Linked DNA regions of Triticum aestivum: region 1 is linked to region 2. A link is a contact called in public Hi-C data. All regions are on one chromosome and are shown on one strand. The core of a region is the stretch at or near the end of the contact, and the rest is flanking DNA. Distances in the headings are between cores, read along the strand shown.

Region 1 (5,852 bases), core at 3,341-5,840, 420 kb after region 2:
AAGGACTGAGATCGGGTCATTTCCGCGTCCAACAGGTCATCGCTTTTGTCTAACAGTTTTTGAATATGTTCCATAGCTTTCTGTTGTTCAGTTGCAATTTTAGCAAGTGTTTTGTAGCTGGGTTTGGATTCACAATCAAAGTCATCTTCACTTGATGTTTGAAAGTAAGCATCGCATGAGTTTACCTTGGCACCACGTGCCATGAAGCAGTAGGTGGGAGCGGAGTCGTCCTTGTCATTAGCATCAGCGTTGGTGACAGAGCCATTGTCTTCAGTGTTGAAGATGGACTTGGCAACGTAGGCTGTAGCTAGAGCCAGACTTGCAACGCCAGAGTCGGACTCCTCCTCAGACTCCACCTCTGCCTCCTTAGAAGCAGACTCCTCCTCTGAATCCATCTCCTTGCCAACAAAAGCACGAGCCTTGCCAGATGAGCTCTTCTTATGTGATGAAGACTTGGAGGAAGACTTGGAAGAAGACTCTGAGGATTTCTTCTTCTTCTTGTCATCAGAATCATATTCCTTGCTCTTCTTCTTGTTGTTGTTCTCATTGTCCCACTGAGGACACTTAGAGTTGTAGTGACCAGGTTTCTTGCACTTGTGGCATGTTCTCTTCTTGTGGTCATGAGTAGAAGCTTCATCATTTCTCGAGCTGGATCTTGAAGACTTTCTGAAGCCTTTCTTCTTGGTGAATTTCTGGAACTTCTTCACAAGCATAGCAAGCTCCTTTCCAATGTCTTTAGGATCCCCAGAACTGCAGTCAGATTCTTCTTCAGATGAGGAAACAACCTTTGCCTTCAAAGCGCGAGTTCGGCCATAGTTGGGACCATAGATGTCTCTTTTCTCAGATAGCTGAAACTCATGTGTGTTGAGCCTCTCAAGTATGTCAGACGGATCGAGTGTCTTGAAGTCAGGGCGTTCTTGAATCATCAGGGCAAGGGTGTCAAACGAGCTGTCAAGTGATCTCAGGAGTGTCTTGACGATTTCATGCTTGGTGATCTCAGTGGCGCCGAGAGCATGAAGCTCATTTGTGATATCAGTGAGGCGATCAAACTGAGCTGGACATTCTCATTCTCATTTCTCTTGAAGCGGTTGAAGAGGTTGCGAAGGACACTGATCCTTTGATCTCTCTGGGTTGAGACGCCTTCGTTGACCATGGAGAGCCAGTCCCAAACTAGCTTCGACGTTTCCAAAGCACTCACATGACCATACCTTCCTTTGGTCAGATGACCACAGATGATGTTCTTGGCAGTAGAATCCAGTTGAACGAACTTCTTGACATCAGCAGGGGTGACACCTTCACCAGTCTTGGGAACACCGTTCTTGACGACATACCATAGATGGACATCACTGGCTTCAAGATGCATGCACATCTTATTCTTCCAGTAGGGGTAATCAGTGCCATCGAAGACAGGGCACGCAGCGGAGACTTTGATTATCCCTGTAGTCGACATAGCTAAAACTCCAGGTGGTTAAACCGAATCACACAGAACAAGGGAGTACCTTGCTCTGATACCAATTGAAAGTGCTAGTTATCGTCTAGAGGGGGGTGAATAGGCAATTTTTATGAAAGTCTTTAAAACATGGGAGTTTAGAAGACAAACGATAGAAATGAACCTATTGACATGCAGTGGAAGGTAGACTACACTAGACAAGCCATAGTCAAGCAAGTAATAAAGATAAAGCACGAAGACTATTAGCAACTAGGTAGTATGGATCAAGATGGAAGATAGTGTGAAGCCAAACAAAAATAGTCGTCACGCAGTGAAGTCAAACAGATAAGACAAGCAAGCAAAAGACTTCACGAAGACAAACTGTAAATAAGTAAAGGTAGAGATAGAACCAGTTGCTTGGTGAAGGCAAAGGATTTGTTGGACCAGTTCCAGTTGCTGTGACAACTGTACGTCTGGTTAGGGAGGCTGAGATTCAACTCAGAAGACCACGTCTTCACCTTATTCCCCTTGAGCTAAGGACACTTAGTCCTCGCCCAATCACTCTGGTAAGTCTTCAAGGTAGACTTCCAAACCTTCACAGACTTCGTTCACCGGTAATCCACAATGACTATTGGATGCTCAGAACGCGACGCCTAACCGGCTGGAGGATTCACAGTCCTCAAGTGTAACAAGTCTTCAGGTCACGCAGACAGAAAGACTTCAGTGATGCCTAACACTCTTTGGCTCTGGGTGTTTTGGGCTTTGTCCTCGCAAGGATCTCTCTCTCAAAGGCTTCGGAGGTGGGTTGCTCTCAAACGACAAAAGTCGTGCACTAACTCTGAGCAGCCACCAATTTATGGTGTAGGGGGTGGGCTATTTATAGCCACTAGGCAACCCGACCTGATTTGCCCGAAATGACCCTGGGTCATTAAGGAACTGACACGTGTTCCAACGGTCAGATTTCAAACACATGCGGCAGCTTAACTTGGGCTACAAGTAAAGCTGACCCATCCAGCTCTGGATAAGATTTGCTCTCATAGTCTTCGCTCGAAGACTTAGGATTTGGTTGAGCATCACTTCAGTCACTCTGACTTTGTTCACTTGGACCCCACTTAACAGTACGGTGGTTCCTATGACTCAACAAAGAAGAAAAGGAAACTACGAAACAACTATGTCTTCGCACTCCATAGTCTTCACGTGAATGTCTTCTCGAGTCATAATCTTCATTGTGAATATCTTCACATACCACCATTGTTTTCAATGTCTTCACACATTTTTATGGGTATCTCCGGTAGGTAAACCGAATCAATGAGAGACTACTACATGTGTTATCCTGCAATTCTCACAAACACATTAGTCCCTCAACAAGGTTTGTCGTCAATACTCCAAAACCAACTAGGGGTGGCACTAGATGCACTTACAATCTCCAGCTCGGCATTGAGCAGTCCGAGCGGGAGGCGGCGGCGGAGGCGGCAAGGATGGCCAAGGTCAAGCGCAAGCAGGACCGCAATGTCCGGCGCTTGTAGGGCTACAACGTCATCTCCGATTCCTCCTCCGATGACGGGTCCGACTCCGACAGCTCCGACATCGACACATCTCCTGCCGTGGGCGCCTACAGGAGTGCCGGCAACCAGAAGGGCAAAGGACCGCCAAGGAAGTGGTGAAGCTCCGCCCTCTCATATCTAGCTCGTAGTATCTAGTTAGCATTTGCCGGACAGTTTGAACAGTGTGAACTATGACCGATCTTTTGATGATGTTTATATGTGAATTTATGCTTGTTCGCCATCGGTTTAGAGTCCATTTTGCGCGTATGATGATCTACGTATTAGTACGTTCCATGATTTTATCTGTATATAGGATGTCGGATATGAGATACATGGCAAGGGTGTGTTTACAACGGTGCGCCATCGAGGGCTGTGCAACCGTAAGTTGACACCCTAGTAACAATTTTCTTCTTTTGATGTGACCCGAGTAACAAAAATTAGGTCAATTCCGTTGACATTTAACCATAGTACCATTTGGAACTATGGCCCCCCAGCCTTTCATGCAGCGCGCCTGCTGCCGCATTCACCTCGTGTCGTGCATCCATTGTGCTAGAATCTGACACCACACATGCTCATGTACTTGCCATCATGAAATCCATTTCCTGTCCTGTCCGCTCCAGCATGCAGCCCAAGGCTCATTGGCTATTCGCTACTGGATAACAGATTATCTAATTGCTTATTCTGGGATTATTGGTCTTTTTGTATTTTAGGTCGAACTTTGATCATAGATCTGACTAATAAGTTGTAAGTTATACTCCTTCCATCTCAAAATAAGTGTCTTAAACTTAATACTATTCCGTCCTGGTTTATAAGTCTTTTTTGTATTTTGTGCCAAATTTTGACTAGAGATTAACTAACAAAATATTAATGCATGTCATAGAAAATTATATAGTTGGATTCGTATTTAAACATAGTTTCTAATTGTACTATTTTTTATGACATGCATTAACATTTTGCTAGTTAAATTTAAGCTCAAAATTTAGCACACAATACAAAGGGGGCTAATAAACCAGGACGGAGGTAGTACAACTTTGAAATTAGTACAAAGTTGAGACACTTGTTTTGGGATGAAGGGAGTATGTCACAAAACTTATATTGTTGGATTCATATTTGAAAGAGGTTTTCAATGATACTTTTTAGGGTATATAACTTATTTTTGATAGTTAAATCAAAGGTTAAAGTTTGACCCAAGCTACAAGTAGGACTAATAATCCCAAGGCTCATTGGCTATTCGCTACTGGATAACAGATTATCTAATTGCTTATTCTGGGATTAGTGGTACTCTACACACGAAACAAACAACACTCCGTCACACTAATTTGAACGGTGACATGGTTGGTGATGGTAGCCGTTGGCGAGGCCATGACCATGACCATGGATGGCTTCTCCATTCCATGGAGTCCGTTGGAGTTCATTGAATGTTAATGCCGTGTCAGCGTAAGCCACCTCCCGAGCTACTGGTGGTAGACGGGACCTCATAAATCCTACCGCTTCGCTTTAGCCGATCCCAGTTCCTGGACGGGTTTTTGGTAGACCGGAGTACGGGCTAGCTTATTTTGGCGAGACAGCACTGACATGCGGGGCGTGGGCGGCAAGTGCAGCGATGGGGGCCATGTGCCGGTGGCTGTTGATCAACGTTCAACAGTAGCTACCTGTGTTCCTGAGGCGAGGAGGGTTGAATGAGAAATGAGAACACTGCATGCGTGGGAAGCGGCTAAACGGATCCAGGACGAAACGGCGTTTTGACTTTGAAATTTTCAATAAAGGCTACCACCATGATCGCCTCATCACCGATGTACGTAGCGCTGGTTTCCGTTAAAGCACCCTCTACTTTTTGACTCCCAAGCACCTAACATCTGTTCGGCACTGCTTAGTTCTAAACACATTTATCACGGTTTTACTTCTCGAAAAATAGTTTGTAGTAACACTCTCGAAAATAGTTTCTGGACATCTAAGACTGTCGCCGTAAGGCTAAAGATTTGGCAAAATAGTGTAAGCCTCTTGGAGCTAATTTTTAAATTAGTTAGCGGTCTCTTTAGCTAAGAACAAGCATGCTAATACTATATAAAATGGATCGGGTATAATGGTGGCTGGGTAATCATTGGGACACTGAGCGCCATCCACATGCTTGCTTGGAGCGTCATATGCATGGACCGTCGTGCACGCTGCCTTTATCATGGCAAGGCAACCCCCCTCAAAGCTCCAAACCTAAAAGCGCATCTAATCTAGTGATGGTGATGGGCCAGAGTGATGCTATGGCATCACCGATATCATCATTAGGTATTTAGTCTTTCACACTAACTCCATAGCAGGCTAGCTAGCATGCAGATCAAGAGCCGTGTCAGAAGATGCTTCCCTCCCGCAGAAGATTTTCCTTTGGTGTCTACTCGTATAATTGGATGGGTGGCGTACAAAATTTTCGATCTGTGTGACGACCAAATGGGAAAGAAAGACGGCCTTTAAATTATTATATCTGCCATGATTATCCTTACAAATTTATTTTTCATGACATGATATATCTCGTGAAATTATGTGGAACATACTCCTGTATGATTTGCTGGAGCGACTGACAGTATGATCCTGCTTGTAATTTACGCGCGAGTCGGAACCATCTCTTTGTCAATCAGTGGCTAGGGTAATACTAGGAGTATCTGTATCCATCGGGTATCTTGGAGAAAAGCCTGTGGTGGCACACTTGCTGTAGCTATCGCGTATTTCAGGGACATGTAATGCGTATGGTTTGCCCTATATAGTTTTCGTGCACATCTACTTGACTGCTACGCGCGCGCGCACACGACGTTGGGGGAAAGGGAAAGGGATATACATCTATAAATGTTACTCCCTCCATAGAGAAATATCAGAGCGTTTAGATCACTATA
Region 2 (5,598 bases), core at 2,435-4,934:
TCAGGGAACTCGGGTATCATCCGGTTGTAGTTGATGCCTCCGGGTTACCTTGATCTTGGCATGAAGCTTCTTTGGCTTTGACGTAGAGTGGATTCTTTGGTCTCCTATGATTTTCATGGGTCCCCATAGTCACCGTCCTCGGTCCTCGCTATCTGTTGGCATGATCAAATCTCCACAGACAAGAGTGAGAGGACATACGCTTGGCCTCTCCGACAATAGCTTGGTGTGTTTAGTGCGTCGGGTCCGGTAGTTCTCTAAGGCGACGCAGTTTGATTTTTGTTCAGTAGTCTATGTCGCCTCTTTTTAGGTGTGGCGAGTCCTGTTTACATGCTTTTGTTTTATCTTTTGGCTTGCTTGTATGGGGTTCTGTCCATCGCCTTGTATCGTTTTGGTCATTTGGGCTTTATATATAATGTAGGGTGGAAGCCTATTATCAGTAGGACGCTTAGGTTTCTCAAGATGTATACATAAATCGTATCCATAAATGGTGATGCAGGAGGACACAAAGAGATGTACACTGGGAACTAGGGCTAGTTAGTTTCTAAATATGCAAATCAGGAGTGATGCAAGTGGAGATGGAGAGACATAGTTAGGATGCATTGGTTAGTTTCTAAAGATACAAATCAACAATTATAAAAACATATAGATCAAACATCGTGGTCAAGCAAAATTGATCGTCGTTGTGGTGTGATAATTTCTAATTAGTTTCTAAATATTTCGTCGTTATTGGATGACAAATAACTAGTATGCATTCTTTATTGATTCGCATCAATTTTAACAATATAAATAAAATTGTAACTAGTATGCATTCGTTAGCTTCTAAAGATAAGAATAAAAAATGATGCAATAGGAGATGGAGATATATGGTTAGGATGCATTGGTTAGATTCTAATTAAAGACACAAATCAGTGATGATGTGAGAGGAGATGGAGATGCGATTAGTTAGTCACTCACTAGTCACATGATTAATATTCTCCCATAGTGTTTCATTTTGACATTTGCTCTTAATGGTGACTTATTGCTCACTAATCGCATTCTTAATAGTATCCATGTAACCTAGTGTTATGATTTGTTGTTGCTTTGACACTATAATTGGTAGCAATTGATTAAAAAAAATAGATTCACATATTTCTTCATTATTGAATGACAAATGCGTAACCCAAATAAATGGTCAAGCAAAATAGATTGTCATTGTGGCGTGATATTTTTTTGAAGAGAGAGACTATTGTTTTATTTATATGGTTAATATGATTTTGAGGTTTTTCTTTGATTATCCAAAAAAATACATGACTATTGACTATCCAAGCATAAAGATGACGACTAAAACTCAGAGCACTTGCATTGTCGTTTCAAGTTCTTTTCTAGCGGAAGGCAACAAAATTATAGCTGACAAAAAAATCAACATGCCCTTTAAGTATCCCATGATTCATATGGCAACTCTAGTTCAATGTTCAAGAAAAAACTTATGATGCATCATGATTTTGAGATTTTCTAATTAAGTTGGTGACCAAATGTTTTATGACATGTCATGTGTTTCGGACTATGTTATGTCATCAGTCTACGACAGAGGATAAATATCGTTTAAACATTCCTTTACCATGTATTAGACAATACAAATGATATTTCAAATTCAAGATTAGTAAAAATTCCCATTGCATTTACATTATTATTATTTGATATGGCATGTCAAAAACATATTAGGCTAGGGTACATCTTGCGCATGCTTGATATTTATCATAGTTGGTGAGAATTAGTAAAAAAAAAAAATTTACATGTTCCGTATAAGAATATCAAGGGTTATAAGCAAAGTGTGACACTGCGGTTTGAGGTTTCTAAGAGCTAGATACATATGATTTATAGGTTTCTTGACTATCAAATGACACCACTGATTCTCAAGTTTGAAAGAATGTTCTACACATTTCTTGTGTGCCAAATTACACCGATAACAACCCAAATATAGGTTAATGATTCACAGGCATCTTGATTGTTTTACTAAACTGATGAAAACTATAATACTATCCTATTGTTTGCATGTTTGTAATGTTTGATGTTACCGAGAACAGCTCAATTCGGGATTTAAAGAAAAGTCCGCTTTGTTATGGAATCGAGATTTGCGATAAGCAATGATATTTTTTATGCTAGTTATTTCCACAATTGGTTGTTGTTTCTTGAAGTGGTGTATGAATTTTCTGGCTTAATCACATAGCTTAGATGGAGCATTAGGGGGCATTCGACATTGTGTTACTAGAGTTTACTATTGTTTATGGCAAATAATATTTTTGTTATGCGCTTAAGAATTATAGGCAAATATTGATGTTGTGCTTTTGAGGTCTTCAATCCTTGGATTGTTATCTGTGTACTATGGCTTTCAGATTTGCTATAGTTGGTAGAAGATAATAAAAATTGGTTTACAAGTTCATTGTACTCTCCAATGACACTAATGACACCTCAATCTTGAGTAATGGTTTATACATCTCTTGGTTGTATAATTATGTACATCAATAATAGCTCAAATGGCAGGTAACAATTTGCACGTTTCTTGATTCTATAATTACGTGATGACATCTCAAACCAGGGTAATGATTTACATGTTTCCTAATTATCTGATTACACTAGTGACAACTCAAATACAGGATAACTATTAACATATTTCTTCATTTTTTGTGACACAAGCGACATCTCAAATCCATGGCTAAGCAAAATTGACACCACTTATATGGTGTCGATTTTTTTTAGCAACTCTAAATGTGCTATGCTAAATTAGATGTATTGAAATTAGCTATGCTCGATAATAGATGCTTAAAATGGGTTTCATGTGTGTCTCACATGATCACCGAGTGTTGCGAAAACTGAATTATGTTATTGCAATTTGTTACGCGTTGTGGCAAATATATTATGTATATACACGTATCCGCTTGAGACTGACATAAGTGGCGGTGATAATTGACCCCCATGGTTCTATCCCAAAATCGATGCCTGTGTTTTGGGATTTACAATTGTTTGGTAAGAATGCATTATTTGTGTTATTATGGTTTTAACATTCGCTATTGCTCGTAACTTTTGGTGAGAACAGTTTACACGTTTTCTTACTTGATCACATAAGTAGCAACTTCAAATCAAAGGTTCAGGGGAGAAACCGCATTGTGTTTTCCAGATTAGTTGTGCCCAGTGATAATGTGCTTCCTCACGTTATTGCATGGTGATATTTGTGGTTGGTGAAAATCGTTAAACGTGGCTGACAGTGCATGCTTACTGCTAATTTTCACCTAATTAATAATGAAAACATGCATTGACAGCTCAAATTGTGTGACGAATGTACAACAGTGGTGTACACGCGTCGCGTCCATCCGTGTGATGATGATGCAAATTGACAGCGCAGAAAATCATGGAGGTCAAACAAAAACGGCCGGGTTTGGGTGGCGCCCGTCTTGATTGATCCTTTGATCAGCGGTCCATGTTTACTCCTGGGCGGTGACGGTGTGACGCGGGATACAGATGCACCTGCAACCGATTCAACACCGTGTGTCGTCATGATCTAATCTATCTATCTATCTACATATCTCTACGATCTTTGGGAAATTTCTCTTTTGTGTGCATATGCTCATCACTAATGGCATGGATTAATGGGGCTTCGTCTTTGAGCGTCGCCGTCGCCCTCCCTTTTTATACTCTTATCTCCTCGCCTTGGCCTCGCTTCACATCCTTACCTGTAGTTTTCCTCACTCCCTTGACCCCCGCCCGTCCCTAACTAAAGCCCACTAGCGGTAGTAATCCTTGTCAAGCCGGGTGACACCGCGGAGCGAGCGGAGGGAGAGCGGAGCATGGAGGCCATGGACGTCAAGTACCGGCCGGCCCTCTACCCCAACGGCTCCGTCAAGAAGCTCCGGCAGGCGGCGGCCGTGCAGCCGCCGGCGCCGCCGGCGGCGGTGGAGGCCGTGCCCACGTACAAGGAGTGCCTCAAGAACCACGCGGCGGCCATCGGCGCGCACGCCGTGGACGGCTGCGGCGAGTGGATGCCGGTGGTGGAGCTTAACACCGCCGACCCGGCCTCGTACAAGTGCGCGGCCTGCGGCTGCCACCGCAACTTCCACCGCCTCGTGATGGTGGAGGGGTCGCCGCCGCCCCCGCCCCCGCCCCCGCCGGCCCTGCTGCCGGCGCCGCCCATGCCCATGCCCATGCCGGCCACCGTGCTCCATGGCCTGCCGCAGCGCGGGCACGGGCAGGAGACGCCGGATGACCGGCTCCCGGGCGTCGACGGCGACGACTCTGACTCCGACTCGGATGGCTCCGAGTACGACGACGAGCGCTCCGTCTCCCCGCCCCAGCACCCTCCACCCGCGCACCTTCCGGCTCCGGTGGCGCAGCAGCCGCCGTCGTACATCTCTTCTGCGCCACACCCACACATGCTGCTCTCTCTCAACTCCAGCGCGCTGGGGGCGCCGCAGGGCCAGAGCAGGCTCCCCGCCCAGCTCTCGCCGGCGACGGCGCCGCCGCCCCACGGGATGATGCCGGCCAGGAAGCGATTCCGCACCAAGTTCACCGCGGAGCAGAAGCAGCGGATGCAGGAGCTGTCGGAGCGCCTGGGGTGGCGCCTCCAGAAGCGCGACGAGGGCGTGGTCGACGAGTGGTGCCGCGACATCGGCGTGAGCAAGGGCGTCTTCAAGGTCTGGATGCACAACAACAAGCACAACTACCTCGGCGGCCACAGCGCCCGCCGCAGCGCTTCAGCCGCGGCCTCCTCCGCCGCGACCACCCCCACCGCCCCTGCCGCCGGCGGGCCATTCCGTCTCGCCCCGGCCAGCCCCGCACCAGGAGCGCCATTCAACCCCTCCGCCAGCCACAGCTCCCCGGCCCCCACCGCCACCGGCTTCAACATGAACGGTACCGCCTCCTCAGCCTCCACCGCCACCACCACCGCCACGCCCACACCCATCTTCGCCGCCGGCCGTAAGCTGAACGGAGCCTCGTCGCCGCAGTCGGCGTGAGCTAAGGAGAGCAGAGGCAGAGAAGAAGGAGAGGGAAGGAGAAAGGCAAAGACATTTAGCTTTCATTTCAGTTATCATTGCATTACTTTTCTTTCTGTAGTTTGGATCGATCGTTGGTTCCACTAAGAAATTAACCCCAAGAAAGGGCGCCGTCTGATGTCTAGAAATCTAAGCTTTATCTGTTCTTGGGATCCGATGGAAGCTCGCGATTTAGGATTAATTAGATTATCTGATCTCAAAAGTGGCACCTTTCTTGGTCTGTTCTTGTCCCTGTAACTGTAAGTTGAGCATCCGCCCGTCCGTCCGTAATAGAAGAAGTTTATTTCCTAGTAGAATAGGCTTGTAGTATCATCTCATGCTCAATTGTGCGCTGTGAATTCATGATCGGAGGCAGCCCCTCTGCTTACAGTGGTACTTACTCCTGTTGTTCCATTAATCAATTGGCTTAGCCTGTACTTGCGCCTGCGCTTTCCTGCTAGGAGTAGAATAATGGTCCTTTTGCGAGGTTTCCCTAACCTAAACCCATCATTAGCAGCGCCATTTTTATAATGCCCGCCTTGCATGGATGCATCCCCACGAGCAGGAGCAGATAGATTAACGTGGGCCTAAACAA

What was found. A called contact is a pair of places that touch in the nucleus more often than the background predicts.
Region 1: a contact with region 2 is called in a Hi-C map of leaf, with 6 times the contacts expected there. The contact joins the enhancer-like site here to the promoter of LOC123121651 in region 2. A contact is called at or near these places in 1 of 5 Hi-C or Micro-C datasets (leaf) and 1 of 1 datasets of contacts at active chromatin or transcription factors (leaf).

The regions. Positions count from the first base shown.
Region 1 is chr5D:345,620,246-345,626,097 of IWGSC CS RefSeq v2.1, forward strand. No RefSeq gene overlaps it. Among protein-coding and RNA genes, the nearest start is that of LOC123121652, 100 kb to the right of the region's middle. Within about 2 kb of position 4,591, at least 1 of the 8 cell types and tissues checked has an H3K27ac peak or open chromatin away from gene starts, as enhancers often do. A contact at or near this core is called in leaf, where this site is marked.
Region 2 is chr5D:345,202,858-345,208,455 of IWGSC CS RefSeq v2.1, forward strand. It overlaps LOC123121651 (zinc-finger homeodomain protein 9), which reads left to right and starts at 3,685. Exons shown (of 1, transcript XM_044541667.1): 1 at 3,685-5,317. The coding sequence starts at 3,822. The coding sequence ends at 4,985.